Linked DNA regions of Mus musculus: regions 2 and 3 are each linked to region 1. A link is a contact called in public HiChIP or PLAC-seq data. All regions are on one chromosome and are shown on one strand. The core of a region is the stretch at or near the end of the contact, and the rest is flanking DNA. Distances in the headings are between cores, read along the strand shown.

What was found. HiChIP or PLAC-seq counts read pairs in DNA pulled down with a chosen protein or histone mark.
Region 2: a contact with region 1 is called in a FOXA1 HiChIP or PLAC-seq map of pancreatic cancer cells. The contact joins the promoter of Mark3 here to the promoter of Adssl1 in region 1. A contact is called at or near these places in 4 of 39 promoter capture datasets (the C10 cell line, hippocampal neurons, liver and 1 more), 1 of 484 Hi-C or Micro-C datasets (B cells) and 1 of 115 datasets of contacts at active chromatin or transcription factors (pancreatic cancer cells).
Region 3: an H3K27ac HiChIP or PLAC-seq map of bone marrow-derived dendritic cells shows a contact between it and region 1, with 4 times the contacts expected there. The contact joins the enhancer-like site here to the promoter of Adssl1 in region 1. A contact is called at or near these places in 2 of 115 datasets of contacts at active chromatin or transcription factors (bone marrow-derived dendritic cells and pancreatic cancer cells).

The regions. Positions count from the first base shown.
Region 1 is chr12:112,618,732-112,622,130 of GRCm38.p6, reverse strand. It overlaps Adssl1 (adenylosuccinate synthetase like 1), which reads right to left and starts at 2,084. Exons shown (of 13, transcript NM_007421.2): 1 at 1,821-2,084. The coding sequence starts at 2,012.
Region 2 is chr12:111,572,673-111,576,082 of GRCm38.p6, reverse strand. It overlaps Mark3 (MAP/microtubule affinity regulating kinase 3), which reads right to left and starts at 1,562. Exons shown (of 18, transcript NM_001370744.1): 1 at 982-1,562. The coding sequence starts at 1,032. It overlaps 2810029C07Rik (RIKEN cDNA 2810029C07 gene), which reads left to right and starts at 1,681. Exons shown (of 2, transcript NR_045295.1): 1 at 1,681-2,210; 2 at 2,343-3,410.
Region 3 is chr12:111,428,318-111,431,912 of GRCm38.p6, reverse strand. It overlaps Exoc3l4 (exocyst complex component 3-like 4), which reads right to left. Exons shown (of 14, transcript NM_001289487.1): 11 at 3,336-3,455; 12 at 3,104-3,256; 13 at 2,377-2,498; 14 at 233-1,244. The coding sequence ends at 1,061. Among named protein-coding and RNA genes, the nearest start is that of Tnfaip2, 13 kb to the left of the region's middle. Within about 2 kb of position 1,337, at least 206 of the 459 cell types and tissues checked have an H3K27ac peak or open chromatin away from gene starts, as enhancers often do. A contact at or near this core is called in bone marrow-derived dendritic cells and pancreatic cancer cells, where this site is marked.

The sequences.
Region 1 (3,399 bases), core at 835-3,334:
AGCAAAGAGGTCCCCGCCAAGGGGAAGGACAAGTGCAGGAAACCAGAGTAGTCACCAAGTGCTTGCAATGACTCAGGGGCTGGGCACTCAGGGAAAGGACTGGAGTTGATTTCCAGAGGGCTTGATGGAAGGCTGACTCTTCTGCCTTGTCCATGAAGTGGGGGGAAAGAGGACAGGTCTCTTGGCTTATGATAAAGGCTTCAAGGGACTCAAAGGAACAGTTAGTTTGGTTCTTCAACTTTTCTGAGCCTCAGTTTCCCAACCTGTAGAGGAGCTCTGTGGGAGGCTCCTGACTTGCTAGTTCACGAGAGACTGGAAGAGAAACATGTCTCTATTCTCATATTCCTCAGGGGAACACCTGTTTGGGTCTGCTGGGGAGGTCAGGTGGTGGGAGAGATAGCCCCTCTGAGTGGGTGACTGTGACCCTGTGCTGATCCTTGAATGTCCTGTCAAGAAATGGGGATCTGGATCTGTCATGGTGACTTGGGCATAGAGCAGGGATAGCTCATCTTCACCCAGAACTGTGTCCGCAGAAGGAGACGGAGCCTGGGACCATCGAGGCTCACCCCTGACAGTGCTGACCAAACCCAGCAAGTTGTGTGGAAAGACTGTAGGCGCCACAGGAGCAAACGGCTCTGAGGAAGGGTGGGGGCTTTGGTGCTGGGTCGCTGGAGAGCAGGACTCCAGACCGCTGGGAGTAAATCCCAGTTACATACACATAGCTGGACAATGCATGCAAGGTGTAGGGCTTAGGAGGCCCAAGGTCTGTCCTTAGGACCTAGAGACTTCAAGGGAGAGGGGTGAACAGGGTGAGAGAGCAGGGTAGCTCCTCATTCTTAAGAGAGTTTCCAGAAATCCTCATCCCCAGCTGGGCAAATGTGGCCCAGGGAACCAAGCTATGCCTCCGGAGGCCTCCTAGGAGTCCTCGGGAACTCAGCAAGAAAGCCACAGAACCAGGGAGACAGAACTCCAGCAGGTGTTCCCACCTTCATTTGGGTCAGCAGCCATAAGTGTGGCTCCAAACCCAGTATCACAGAGTATCTTCCCTCAAACCGAGCCCTCTGTGCTGAGGATGGCACCGCAGAGGCAGTGTGGCTGTTAGCTGCAGCTCAACACCACAGAGACTTAAGGAGAGCAGGCAGCTAGCCCTAGGAGAGTACCCACCCGCTGTCCAGAGTCAGTCAGAACAAATGTGGGTGCTCAGAGCACTTTGCAGCTGGCCAAGGGCACAAAGACTGTCTCTGGCCTTCTCTGAGCACTACCAGCCACCGGGTCACACCCTGCCCGGGAAATCTGTGACTCCTCCTTTCTCCATGTCAGCCAGACCCCTTTGAACTCTGCTTTAGGCTCCTGACCCTGCGTTCCTCTAGGTTAGAAACCTATCTTCATCCTGTCTCTGCCTGGCTGACTCGCCGAGGACACCCCCCTTCTCAGAAAGCAGCTCTCACCCTTTGCTGCATCTTAGGGTACCTCGACCCACCCCGTTGGGGCTTTCCCCACTGGAGGGCCCACCATCACCGCCCTGGAACGCCCTACCCCTGAGGATCCCATGTCCTCAACTCAGCGACTTATATTTTTAGCTCGGGCTCCTGCCATTGCCCTGGGGAGGAGGTGGGTGGGTGGTGGGAGGCCAAGAGCTTTGTGTGAGAGGGTGTGTGTGGGAAGGAGGACTTAGGCAGTGGGGAAGGTACTCCTGGGAGGGAGGAATCCAAAAGGCTGTGACCCACTCAGGGCACAGGAGGAAGGGGTTCGTCCGGATCCCGGGGAAGGGGAGAGGCTCGCTGGGCAGGTTAGGGAGGGACTCGGCGCCTGGCCCGCACCTGGCAGCGACTGACGATGTCGGCGTCCGTGGCCAGCAGGTCCACCACCTTGCCTTTGCCCTCGTCCCCCCACTGCGCGCCCAGCACCACGGTCACGCGGGAGCCTGTCGCCGCCGCCTCCTGCTGCAGCCGCCCCCTCTTGACTCCGCCTGTGCCGGGGGGCCGGTCGTTGGAGGCTCGGGTCCCGGACATGCTGGCTTAGCTCCTCTGCTGCTCTGGGCCAAGCGAGAGCCCGCCGCCGCCAGAGCTCTCGCTCCATTAAATGCGGACGCCTAGAGAGGGGGGCGGGCCGGGGGCGGGTCCTGCGCACGCGGTGACGCACCTCGGTGACCTGCGGCCACAGCTCCCTGTCCCTGCCGCTGTCGCTGCAGATGGCGCGCACTTAGGGTGCTAGACGCCCCGACACGACTTGGGCAAGCAGATGACTCAGAACACCCTAGGACGTGAGAGGTGCCAGTGCTGCACGACCCGGACTCTACCCCTGCCCACTGGCCTGCTAGGACTAGGGTTTGGGGTTGCACAAACAGCGGAGGAGGCTGCTTTTTCCGGGGCAAGAGAGCGGTTAACAAAAGCAGAACCACAGATGTTTCTTTGCCGTTAATCTGGAGGATCTGCCTGCGGGATCACCTGTTTTCCCGTCTTGAACCTCGAGTCCAGGACCAGGAACGGTTCTCCTGAGAGCCGCCCAGAAAGTCACCTTAACTAAGACGATCTCTCTCCACCAGGCCACATAGTCACCCCTGCTGGCCCAGGATATGCAGCTCTTGGGTGGCTGTAGCTAGCTACTAGCCCAGCGCCAAGTGTAAGATGAAGTACCCACATCCGCTCGGGGTCAGAGCAACTTGAGGGACACAGGAGCAGAGGAGGATTCAACTTTCCAAGAGACCTCGGGGTCGATGGTTTCTGCCACTCAGTCCAGACTGGAAACAGGGACAAGGGAAAGTCCTGAGGCTGGGAGGCCTGTGTGGCATGCTCCCCCCAGCCCCCCACTGGTGCGTGTCCTTCCAGGGTGTGCTAACTGACCCCTGGGACAGGTTCACAGAGCAGTCAGGCTCCTAGTTGTCCTGGGGGCAGTTCGCAGGACTGTCACAAGACCAGTGAGACTAGACACACCCTCTGGGGGACTGACACCCCCCCTCCCCCAGCTTGGGGAAGAGAGGCTATTCCCAGTCAGCCTCAGCCACACTGCTGCTACCCTCCCTGGCTGTGCAGGTCATGGTGGTCTGTGTCTTCTGTTTCACATAGGGACATAGACACTCTCTTCAGTTGCTATGGCTGAAGCAGTCAGGGCCTCGGATCTGGACACTACTTCTTAGAAGAGCCTTACAGTCTTTGTGTGCAGATTACAATATCCTTCTCTACCTCACTCAGTGCCACAGTGGGGAGGGGGCAAGCGAGTAGACGTGGCATCTAGAGTTAGTGGTTCAGGCCAAGATCTCCTGAGCAGTGGCTGGGACAGGCAGAAATCCCTGATAAGGTCTTTCAGGAAGGTGTGCTCAGAAGGCAAAGCAGGCAGAGAAGGCTGATGCAGGAACGGAGACAAGGGGTAAACAGGAGAATATGGGGGGGGTTGTCACAG
Region 2 (3,410 bases), core at 313-2,812, 1.0 Mb after region 1:
TGAAGATTAAAATGAAGGCATTTGATACCACTAGGTCACCATGTCTAAGGATGGTTTTCAAAGCATGAAAACACCCGAAGCATGAAAGCTTTTCCAAAGAGACTGCATTTTCTTGCCAGCAGTTACCTCATAGCTCCGCATAATGAAAGGCCAGTGAAGTTTCTTTACAAGTTATTTACTAAATGCTTTACAGAGGACAAAGCTAGGCTGGAACACTTTGGAATCCGATGCGGAAGAAGAGTTCAAAAAACACTTGGGCAGGTCAAACATTTCTTCAGTAGAACTTCTACTACACGTTTGTCACTCCCTAGCAATGCTGCTCCAGGCTGTGGTTTGGTTTGGTTCTGCAGGTCCTTTCCAACAAAATCCTTTTACATAGATTTGCTGGGTGTGCACACTGGACCGGGCCTGAGAGCTACTCCAAGCCAACCTTTTGCAGCGGAAGGAAAAGGCAACCCAGTGGGTGTCCCTCGGCCGGGCAGCAGAACAGAGCAGAGCTTCACATCTGCTTCTCAAAACACTCAGCCCGCTGCTTCCGAACAGATTTAGCTTTGCCAAGGACGGGAAGCTACTCCTTGATAAAGGCAGCGGCTCTGGAGCAGAGAACTACTCTTGTGAGTGCGGGAACTACGGGGGCCCACAAGGATCTCTCCACGGGGCACTTAGTTTTGGCAGTTGTCATTAAACTTAGTCCCCTTTTAAAGGGCGCTCCGCTCGACCCGATTGGATCCTATTAATCTGCACCTAGGTCTGACTGGCAGGCTCAGACCCTGCCCGACGTTAAGAGGAGAGTTGTGTTCAACCGCGCACTGGCCGCAGCAGCGCACGGACGGGTAATGCTCAGCCGACCGTAAGGACAGCGCGCAGGCCGCACGCGCGCCGCAGGACAGGGCTGCGCCTTGACCCCTGCCTGGAGCATCTGGGCTGGATCCCCCTGCTACCACCCTGAGGGTCTGCCACCCTGCAGCGCAGTCCACTCACGTTTTCAGTGTCTCGTTCATTCACCGTTGGCAAAGGGGTCCTAGTGGACATCTTATTGCGCTTTGATTCCGCACAACGCCAAGGCGAAAACAAAACCGCCCAGCTTTGGGCGGCCGGCGAGCAGCGGCCGCGAGCCTCCGGGCCCTGCCCTCCCTGGCCGGAGTCTAGATCTCCGGCCTGGCCCGGGCCGTGCGCCCGCGGGCCCCGGGGCTCATTCTCCCCCAGCGCCGGCGGCCGCACTGGAAGCGGGCCGGCTGGCCGCCGCCGCAAGCCTCAGGGCACCTCACGGGCCTCGCGGGCCCCGCGCCTCCTCGCCGCTCGCAGCCGCAGCGCCGCGGAGCTCAGCCCCGGGGGCTCGACACGGCGCGGCCGGCAGCCCCTGAAGAGGCAGCAGCGCAGGAGGATGGAGCGGAGATGGAGCGCAAGACAGGCCGCCGCGGCCTGCAGGCGCCGACCATGGAGGGAGCCGCGGAGGAGGCGCCCACGCCCGGCTGCTTTCCCTTCTCCGGCTCGCTTTCCGCCCGGCCTCGCCCTGCCGGCTGCCACCGCCGCTCCCGGCACCTCAGGAGCCTTACAGACTCAAGATGGCCGCGCCTCGGCTTCCTCCGCTGCCTCCGGCTGCCGGAAGTGACGCTACGGCCGCCTGGAGTTCCGCCAATCAGCGCGGTCGGAGCTAGCTGCCGGCTGCTGTTGCTAGGGGCGACTCGTCCTGTTGGGTCTGAGGGGGTGGTGCCGTCGGAAAGGTCTTGCTTGGTCTCCTCTCTAGCGGGCGGAGAGTTCCAATGGTCCAGATTGCCTGGGCATCCCTGACCCCTCCGGACCACTTCCCTAGAGGGCATCCTGTGCCCGACTGCTGGGCTGGCATTTGCAGAGTACAGATCTAGGCTGTCTGGATTATACTACACATGAAGAGCCTACTGTTTGCAAAAATTGACTTTTCTTTCCCGCGGCCACGCTGCAAAGGATGGAGCTCCAGCAGCGAAGCAGCAGTCACTGGTCTAGCTGAAGAGGAAGGAGCCAGGCTCCTGCTTCGTAACCGAGGCATCTAGCATCCAGCCAAAGAACTTTTTTGCCTCTGACTAAGGAGCCACTGGTTATCGGAGCCGGCTCAATTGAATACCCATTCGGATGAAAGAGTGAAGTATAAAATAACAAGGTAGCACAAAAAGCTGGGAAGAGGGACTCGATGAGATCACGTAGACGCCCCCAGGATCAGATCCTAAATGCCGGTAGGGGCTTATATAATCAATATTTCTCTGTCTCTTCCTCTCCCTTTCGTTCTCTCACTCCCTCTATCCCTCACTTTTCCCCTCTGTCCCTTTCTCCTTCCTCCTCTCTCGCCTCTCCCTCTCTTACTTCAGTCTTCTGAAGAGCGATATTGCTACAGGCTTGGACCAGGGAGTGACCTGCAGGTGGAACTCTGAATATGCTGCCTCTTCTAGAAGGCCTGCTCAGCGTGTCACCTCTTTATGTCTTCTAAGGAGAGAATCCATTGGTAGAGGAGGGAGGGCTATGTGAGCCGGGGTAAGACAAACTGTTACTAATAGTCCACCTTGTGCCGGTTATTCATTAAGCCTCAGTGTAGCCGCATAAGATGCTCAGGCACAGCACGTGACCTAAAGTCTGGGTAAGTTGGTTACTTTACCCAGGCCATCGGTGGTGTTGGTTATAGAAGGATCTGAACCCCATTCCTACAGCTTTAGAAATGGCTAAACTTGTGAGTGACTAAACTTTGCTTTCTTTCCTTCTTATGTTTTGTTTGCTTGCTTTGGTTCTGCCCCCCCAACACCCCGATATCCTGGTGTATCCTGCTTTGTGAAACAACAGATCTTCAAACACCAGCATCACATCCAGAGAGGCCAGAGGGTCCCAAGACAAAACAAGCCGGGGCCAAGACGCACTCAGAGCTCCTATCTCACCCTCTTAGGGGTGTGCTCGGGGCACCAGATGGGTTATTAAATGTTATTCTCTTTCTCCCTTTTTGGTTAAGCAGAGGACTGCAGAGGAAAGCCTCTGAATCAAATGTTTGCTCCACACAGTTCAACTGAAATGTAGGTTGTGATGAGTGGACACGTGCTCCACAGCTAAGAGACCAACCGAGGGCATCCTATCCCACTCGTGGGTCTAAGGGGAGACTTACAGAAGGCATACTTACTCTGAAGATGGAATGATAGCTGAAGAGACAGAGTGATGCCTAGGGCCTGTCAGACACCCAGTTTAGCCTAATACAGAAAAGCACGGAGGTGAGAAACAACAGGGTGAATCCAAGGAAATTCAACAGGAGCATGTGAGAGGCAGGAGCCAGGGAGAGTTAGACATGGCCCGAAACAAGTTCTCCCCTCCACCCTGAGGAATTCTGGTGCTTCAGCACTGGCTCCTGAAGAATTGGGGAAACTTCCCAGAAGGTTGTCAGCCTCTCTCCGGCAGGA
Region 3 (3,595 bases), core at 88-2,587, 1.2 Mb after region 1:
TGCTGGGGAACAGTAGAGTAAGAAAGCCATCACAGCCCCGTGCCATCAACTCTGTAAATCCTGGTTTGGCTCACATATTCCCTGGGAATTGGAGCCAACAATGAAAACAGGTCTCCAGCCTTTGCCTACAGGCTATAGACAAATTTCAAGTTGTCTAGGGAAGCAGGTGCACTGTCTCCTGGAAATGTACCCGAGGCATGGTTACCTTTCCACCTGTACACCACCACCACACAGTGACCTGGCAAATTTTATTGCTTGAGAGTCCCTCCTACATGAAACTAGAATACTGCAAGCTGCAGAACCGGTGCTCACGAGGGCTCAGGTGCCTAGCAAGAGGCTGAGGGCTGTCTACCCCTTCTGGGCAAGACCAACGTGGTGTCTGAGGCTAGGGACCCAGGGTGTGGGGTCTGCCTTTGCTTTGTTGTTGCTTTTAAAATGTATTTAGTTTTCCTTTATGCACACGTGTCTTGCCTGCCTGCATGTCTGTGTTCAGCACAAGCTCACACTCACAGAGGCCAGAGAGGGCGTTTGGTCCTCTGGAACTGGAGTTGAGGACGGTTGTTTATCGCCCTGTGGGTGCTGGGAGCACAACCTTTGAAGGGAGAGCCAAGGCTCCTGTTTTGATCTGCTGAGGCAGGCAGGGGCTTTTCCAGCTCAGGACTGGCTCGGTCCTCCCATACATTCAATCCAGCATCACCTCTCCCAACCAGCTTAGCTTGCCCAACCTTGTACACTATTTTAATTCACATTTATTTTTAGAATCCTCAGCTTCGCACTACAGTGTGGATGTGCTGAGCAGTTAGAAAGGGAAGCCTTCCCTGGCCTGAAGTCCTGAAAGGAGACTCCGCAGCCCCAAAAGACTCCCCCACAAATGCCCGGAATGCCTCATCTCCTGGCTCCTCTGGCTGAGCAGCCAGGCAGCTGAGACCAAAAATTCCATGTCCCCAGGCTTCAGTGCTGGGGGTAGGGCCAGAGTGACTCACTGGGCTCCCAACTTGGGGTCAGTCATGGAGAGGGTGACAGATCCTCGGCCAACGAGGCTCCTGCTCGCCCTTCAGCCCTAGATGCAGGTGATTAGCACGTCCACAGAGGTGGGCACTTCGATCTCCTCGAAGAGCACGTGGTGTGAGGGGAGCCTGGTCTCGTGGGCAGCCCTCAGCAAGTCTTGGGTGTGTTGCAAGAGATTCTGGTTCCGGCGGCGGCCGAGTCTGCGTAGTGCCAGAATGGCCAGAATGTGGTCTCGCCTGTAGAGACATAGGTTCCCCACTGCAGAGCGGTGCCCCCTGGTACCCTTCAGCTCTTGCCCCGCCCCCACCCCCGGGAGGGCAGGAACCCAGGCTTGGGAGGAAGTATGATTCAGCATTCCTGGAGCTGGATTAGGGAGGCTGAAAGGCTGGGACTATCCCAGGCTGCGAGGGGATGGGGCTCTAAAAGGAGGCAAGGAGGCGGGAGTGTGGGCCTGGAGGTGCACAGTAACTGGACCTAGAACACACAGACATGAGACAGGGGAGGGGGCATGCGCACAGCGGAAAGAAGCTCTGTGCAGAGGCAACGCAAGAACTCTGATCTAGGGAAGGCTCCAGAAACTGGCAGAATGCTAGGGAGGTAGAGGCCAGGCCAGGCCAGGCCAGGCGGCAGGTTGGGGAATGTCCTCACAGTGTGCAAGACAGAGCGTGGTGGGGGTGTAGGGTGACAGGTGAAGTGGTGGAGGGGTGGACGTGGGTGGAATAGGTACAAAGGGGCACCCTGAGTCACTGCGTCCCCACTGCTTCCCCGCAGCCATCCAAGACCACTTTTGGAGCCAGGGAGGAAGGGCCAAACACCAGTTGGGGAACCCCCGAGGAGCGGTAGGGAAACTGAAAACTTAGAAGGAACTAACGGGGTCGGGTCGTTGTTGTCCGTATTCAAAATCTACCAGAACAAACAAGCTGCGAGCAGCAAGGAGCCAGAGAAGGGGCTGGACCAGGGGCTTTCAGTGATCTTTCCATCCCGGAATCTCCGAGAGCACTGGAGAGAGCCAAGCCGGGATTTCCAAGGGCTCTGATGATTCACTGCCCCACACGAGCCTCCTCATGGCTGCCGAGGCCTCAGAGAGCTTCCAGAGAGGGTTTGAGCCCGAGAGTGGAGCCACGCCGTCCACAGATGGTGGAGAACACGAGGGAGGGGATGGTCCTCTTGCCTGCGGTCCCTGTGCGCCTTCCTCGCGGGCATGCGCACACGGGTCCGTCGCGGTTCGCTTCCCGACTAAGCCACAGTTCTCTCGGCCCTGACAAGCTCGCTCTTCCCTCCGTTCCACGCCTGCACTCACTTTGCTAAAGGCGCGAGTGCCAGGTTCCAGTGACCCCTGACTCTAGGAGGGAAGGAGGATCTGCTAACCTGATGTCCGGGTAGCTCCGTATAAGTGTTTCCAGGTGCCGCCGGATGTCGTCTTTGTATGTCTCGCCCAGGATCTCAGCCACAGACAGGATGGCTTGGTCCAGCCACTTGGCTTCAGAGCCCTAAGGAAACAGGGAGATATGTGCGTGGTTCATCTCCCCCAAGGAGTCTCTGCCTACAAACCTCTCCTGTAGTGCCCAGAAACACCCTTCCCGTGTGTCTGCCGCGGGTGGCTTGCCCATAAGAAGATTCCACGGAGTCAGGGAATAAGATTCCACAGACCACATCTGCGGTGACTCTGGAGAGTTTTCTTCCTGTCTGCACAGACGGGAAATCCGAGCCCTGACCAGGAAAGTGCTGATTGGAACCTGTCACCAGTAGGAGGCCAGCAGCCCAGATAAGGGGTTTGGGCTCAAAGTGCTCCCGAGAGGGGAAAGATCTCCCACAGACCTTGCCCATCATAACCTTCATTCCTTCTTTGCCTTCACCCACAAATGTATGCAAATACAATGTAAAGTGAAACCCCCTCCTGTGCCCGCCCCTTTAGAGTCTAGCCCCACTGCCATTTTCCCTGTGGAGTCTGAAGAACCGCCTAGTGGAAGCTCTTTTCTCCTGCTTCACCCGCCGTGAGGGCTCTTTACAGGATGAAAACAACAGAATAGGGGGTTCCTGGCTGGGTTTGCTGGCCAGAGACTGAGCCCGATTGACAGTCAGACGCTGCTCCTACCAAGCCCTGGAAGGTGTTGCTAATGGCCTGGGCATCCAGGTTCATCTTATTAGAGCCCTTCAGTCGATCCTGGCCACTGAACCTCTCGTGGGGCCTCAGCACCTGCCCCAGGTATTCGCGGACCACAAAACGGTGCACCTCCTGCAGTGTCTCCTGGGAGAGGGAGATGGTAGTGGTCAGGATCAAAGCCATGGGCTCTGCACACCCATGCCAGCCACCCACTTCCTGGTACCTGTGCCAGTGGTGGGGTCACATGCTCAAGATGATGTGCAAAGTCCACCACTTTGTCCATGAGGGGACGAAGTGTGTCCTGTGTGAGCCAGCTCTTGGTATATAGCACCTTAAATAGAGGCTGGGGACAGAAGGGCATGGGAAGTGAGCTCTGTTCACCGTTTCTAACCCCCTTCCGTGCTGGGCTCCCTGGTGCAGCCCTCTTTTCTAGGCACAGGTTTTATCACTAGGTCCTTCCCATAATGCTTCCTCCAATGGGTA